2 separate regions of the Columba livia genome follow, and region 1 is linked to region 2. The links are chromatin contacts, called in public Hi-C maps. All regions are on one chromosome and are shown on one strand. Each heading gives the region's core, a stretch centred on a gene start, on an enhancer-like site or on the middle of the called end of the contact. The rest is flanking DNA. Distances are from core to core; before and after follow the strand shown.

Region 1 (2,700 bases), core at 162-2,661, 140 kb before region 2:
GCATTCCTCGGACAGGCCAGCAGGGTGAGAAACCTCATGCGCAATCCCGTTTCCATAATAAGAAACCTGAGAGCGGACAATGCGGAGCTGCCCTCTGGAACATGGGGGCAGAGCAAGGACGAATTTGAGACCCAGGAGCTACCGGCCTCAGGCTACACCAGTAAATGGAAACTGCATTCCCCTGGTGACACATGTGGCTTGGCTGCTCAGCAGGACCGCAGCACGGCCTCCCTGGGGGTCAGAGGCTCTCTGTTGCACAGCAGCAACCAAAGTTTGGTTTGCCAAGTAGAGGAGAGGTCTGTGACAGCTGTCAGTGACAGTAAAACTCCTCTGAGCAGTGCCAGGAAAGGCCTGGCAAACCCGCCGCACTTGGAAGCAGTGCTCTTTCTTCTGAGCAATATGGTTACAGACAGGAGACAGGTTGGGGAGTGTGCTGCCTCTCATAGATGATTTCTGACTTTCTGACGGGGACTCAGGGTTTGAGAATCGAGGGAGGGGGCTGGGGGAGCAGCTGCCCTGGGCCCTTTGTGCCCTGGAGCCCCCAGTCACTGTCCCAGCAAGTGCAGCAGCAGCAGGAGCCCAAACCTGTCTCAGTCTCTCTGTGCCCTGGAACAGCGCAAACATTTTGATTTAAGAACAAGTCCAACTTTTAAACTGGCACTGCCAAGTCCACCTCTAACCCATGTCCCTGAGAACCTCATCTATGTGTTTGTTCAAGCCCTCCAGGGATGGTGACTCCACCATTTCCCTGGGCAGCCTGTTCCAATGCCTGACAACTCTTTCTGGGAAGAATTTTTCCCCAATATCCAATTTAAACCTCCCCTGGAGCAACTTGAGGCCATTTCTTCTTGTCACATCACTTGTTACTTGGGAGAAGAGACCAACACCCTCCATGCTACAACCTCCTTTCAGGTAGTTGTAGACAGTGGTAAGGTCTCCCCTCAGCCTCCTTTTCTCCAGGCTGAACAGCCCCAGTTCCCTCAGCCGCTCCCATCACACTTGTGCTCCAGGCCCCTCACCAGCTCCGTTCCCTTCTCTGAACGCTCTCCAGCACCTCAGTGTCTTTCTTGTCGTGAGGGACCCAAAACTGAACCCAGGATTTGAGGTGCAGCCTCACCAGTGCCCAGTACGTGGCGACGGTCACTGCCCTGGTCCTGCTGGCCACACCGGTGCTGACACAAGCCAGGATGCTGTTGGCTTTCTTGGCCACCTGAGCACATTGCTGGCTCCTGTTCAGCCGCAGCCGAGCTCCCGGCAGGGGGCGCTGCCGCCTCGGGAACGCGCGCGCCGCCGCCATTTTGCGGGAGCGGGAAGGCGGCGCCCGCGCGCAGGGGCTCCCCCGCCTGAGGGAGCGGCAGGAGCGGGGTGTCCCGTGTCGTGTCCCACCCGTGAACATCGGCTCCTCTCCGCACAGGGGAGCGGCCTCCGGGCCCAGGCAGCCGGCTTGCTCCGGTCAGCGCCCGAGGTGCGCTGTGAGCTGCCCGGAGTGGGAAGGTGAAAGGCGTGAAAAGGGCGGACGAGTTAAATGGCCGAGGCAGCCGTAGTTACCCTCGTGCGTGTACACTGGCAAAAGCCTTAAATCTTCAGTGTGCTGGGCTCTGATGAGGTGTTAAATAGAGCTGCTGCAGAAAGATCCTGCTCTCAAGTGCTGAGAAATTCAACTGGCTTCCCCCAGATGAGGTGATGAGCTTCCAAATTAAAGAGTTTTTTAAAACTAGCAAAGCAGGAAGACTTTCATAATTTTAAATCCTGCCCCTTTAAGATTTACACCTTTGCAAACTTTCCTCTTTAACTTGCAACCTTATTTCAAGTGAAAGTTGGTCCATTTCTGTATTAATGTCCTGGCTCCAGGAGATGGAGCTTTACAATAAATGCTACAATACAGTGACTGAAGAGGCCGTGGGGGAAGAGGCCGAATCATGATGAGTGTTGCAAAAACTTTTGTTTACTCCTGGCTCGAAGTTGGAAAGTACCGTAACTGTCACTGTATCTGCAGGTGACAACAGGCTAAAGGTGACAAGTTTTTGTGAGCAGTGCCCATCCTGCCAGGGGTCCCTGGCGAGCCTCTGCTGGCTCAGCTCCTCAGCAGATTAGGACAAGGAAGGCAGTGCAGCACACCTGCCACCCCTTCCCACCCTCCCAACCACCCCGTGATCTTCTCTGCGCTCCGCCAGATTGCAAAAGCTGTTGCAGCCAGACAATGGAAGAGGTATCACAAAATCAGTGTGAGTAACAAAGCTTTTCAGCACTATGTGCTGCGTTGAGGGGGAGTATGATCTGTTCTCTTTGCCCGTAGTTCTTGGGAGTTACAGATTTAGGTAACCATAGGGAAAGAGACCAGGTGTTGAGGTAGTTGTAACGGTAAGTGATGCAATGGAATAGCTCACCCAGTTTTCTCAGAGCCCCTCTCCCCACTTCTTCTCCATGATGGAACCCAGCCCTAGGGTTTAGTGTGGACTAAATGACTTCTTCAGATTATTTCTACCTCTAATATTTTTTTTTTCCCCACCTTCTAATTCAGTGTTTCTGGAAGGTTTCTGTTCTATTGGGCTAGAGTTTCCCTGAGCTGGTTCAGTCCACTTGGTGGTAGGATGGTGTGGAATTGTGCATCTGCCTTGCCCTTGGAATCAAAATATATAAAATCCAGAACCTTAAATCTGAGGCCCAGATGCAGTATCTGGGAAGCTGAGGATGCCTCCT
Region 2 (2,700 bases), core at 48-2,547:
GATTGGAAATCTGATTTCAGTTACTCCTACTGCTGCTTTATTTCATTTAAGGAAATTGGTATTAAATTGTTGGATATATTTATGTGTCCACATTTGTTACTACTTTAGCCTGTCTGAAGTACCGTGCAACCTACAACACTTAATTCTCACCATTAATTAAAACTCTTACAAGGTTAACACACCCAGGAAGGAGGATTGGGGAGCAAGTGTTGTGTAACAGATGAACTAATATAAAATATCAGTGTGATTTAATTAGTTGATAATGGATCATTAATTACAAAGCTAGTGAAATGAAACACATTGTTGTGGGAACACATAATGGAACTATTGAGAAAGAATAGATTTGTTTTTACTAAGTACTTGTCTGCTAAGAAAACCACCTGTGCAAATAACTGCCTCAAATCAGATGACAAGCAGATTTTTTATTGCACAAGAAAGATTTCGGTTTCCATGACAATGCACCTAGGTCAAAACAGCAAATTGTGCATTTTTCTGCAATAAACATTTCATTTACTCTAACAGGTTTAACATCCAGGTTTATAATGTGTCTAAAATACATTTATTAGCTAGCAATTATTTAATACAGCAGCTTCTGCCCAGAAATTGCTGTCCAGTGACTAGGGATTCAGCCAGAAGTGTATGGGATCTATCCTAAGCCTTTTGGCATTTTAAACAAATGCTGTAATGCTGTTTGGCTCACAGTAACCTACTGTGAGCTCTGGGGAGGAATAAGCAAACAGTTTAAATGTTATACAAAAGTTTTTATTTAATTGAATTCAAGCATTTATAAAATTATATTAAATTAGGTCATATTTGTAGGTTATCCAGTATTTAACATTTTCACCAGTAATTGCCTGTACATCTAATTTAAAATTTAATGACATTATTTAAGAAAAAGGTTCTCTTGATCTGAGGGCAAATATGCTTTATTTATAGGCCCTTTCTCAGACCGAGAATGGAAAGTACAAATGTGTTACTCATTAAGCCCCACGTTGTTACGTGGTTGGATGACTAAATCACTGCTTCCCCAGGGTGCCTACACCAAAAAGCGCTGGAGTCAGCGAAAATAGAAAAATAGGTGTTCTCATTTCCAGTGTTCCGAATCAAAAAAACAATTAGTAAATCTCTGAAATAATGAGGGGTTTTATTCACCAGAACTGCCTGGATGTGGCTCTATATTCGAGCTCCGAACACTCGCTCGAGACTTGATGTAATTACGTCTCAGTTGGAGAAACAACCGAGTAGTCTCAGCGCAGCCCCGCTGCGTGGTACCTTCATTGCTGACCCAAGCCCAATGGTCAACTTTGTGTTGACTTGATAAGACCTGGACTGATGCGCCGCTGTCTCCCCACCTTCTGGGCTGGTTTCTTTTGATTCTGGCCAACTCTGTGTAAGTGGTGAGTTCGCGAGGGCTCACAACCACAGCTGTTTCTGGGACTTGCCTGGCAGCCCCTTGCTGCCCCTGCATGGGCACGGCAGCCCTGCCTCTGCGCTTGGTGCAAAAGCCAAGGGACGTGCCACATTCTGGAGCATACACGTGCATTAGGTGTGACATTTTGCCTTGTAAGTGTTAGTACATAAAATACTCCTCCTAAAAACGGTTCACTTCCCGCAAGGAGCAGGAGGAAGATGAAGATGAGGAGGAGCCTCCTCAGTGTCCAGCAAATGTTTCCAGGTCACTTTTAGCCTGACTTTGCAAGGAAACACAGCTTGTCCAAATGTGCTTTCTCCAGTCTCCTCCCAGGAACTTTTGAACTTCTTGGCTAATTTCTGCCAACCTTGACAGATGGTGGGAAGCCGAGATGACACCCCAGCTGCCGTGGGAGCTGGTGGGGGCCGGGGAGGGCAGGAGCCAGGTGGCCCAGGAGCACATGGGCTATGGCAGGCAGGCCACGGCGCAGCGAGTGTTGCTCGGTGGATGGGTCACAGGGACACAAGGGAAGGCTGAGGCTCATGTGAGAGAGGGAAACAAAAGATTTAGGAAAATCTGTTGAGAAAAAGGGCTTTAATTTATAAAATAATGGTTTGATTTGCTTTGCTGGCCGTAGAACTTCTTTTTTTGTTGTTGTTAATGTCATCAGCCCAGCCTACATGGTAGAACACACCTTGTTCTTTCTCTTGTTTCAGTCTGAGCCGTGTTCAACAAAGGGGTAAGACAGAGAGAGGTGCTGAGGGTCCAGCCGTGCTCTGTAGCGTACACACTTCAGGGCCAGTTCATTTCTAGTTGCAGTTCTTTGTGTAAAATGCCACTCTGGGCATTTTCCTACATTATACGAGCTGGATCTAAGGATGAGTTAGCACAAAGGAGAATTCATGCAGCAGCAGCGGGTGGGACAGCAGGGACTGGACTAAAACCACAGCTCTGGAGTGGCTGGGCTGGAAAAGCATGAAAATGCCTGACAGTATTTTATGGTTACTTTGGAAAATGAAGTGTAATAATCACCTTTAAGTCTGTAATTCAAAGGTAGATTGTTGTGTTGTGAGTGAAAATAGGCAGCCGTATCAAACACCTTTTAATGCACGTATTTTTTTGAAAAGAATCTCTTGAGATGGCCTGTGCAAGCTCGGCTCCTTTTTCCTAAACTTTCAGCTAAAATACATTTAGAAAGACTTTTTCTTGTTTCACTAACAGTACGTAAATGCAGGTCACACCCCCTGAGACTTCTTTAGGACAAATACTGAATATAAAGTTCTTGATAA

What was found. A called contact is a pair of places that touch in the nucleus more often than the background predicts.
Region 1: a contact with region 2 is called in a Hi-C map of crop, with 6 times the contacts expected there. The contact joins two enhancer-like sites. A contact is called at or near these places in 2 of 2 Hi-C or Micro-C datasets (crop and liver).

What each region holds. Positions count from the first base shown.
Region 1 is chr10:12,354,227-12,356,926 of bColLiv1.pat.W.v2, reverse strand. No RefSeq gene overlaps it. Among named protein-coding and RNA genes, the nearest start is that of PPP4R2, 37 kb to the left of the region's middle. Within about 2 kb of position 1,411, at least 3 of the 3 cell types and tissues checked have an H3K27ac peak away from gene starts, as active enhancers do.
Region 2 is chr10:12,214,313-12,217,012 of bColLiv1.pat.W.v2, reverse strand. The region is part of intron 3 of PDZRN3 (PDZ domain containing ring finger 3); the gene reads right to left. Among named protein-coding and RNA genes, the nearest start is that of PDZRN3, 66 kb to the right of the region's middle. Within about 2 kb of position 1,297, at least 2 of the 3 cell types and tissues checked have an H3K27ac peak away from gene starts, as active enhancers do.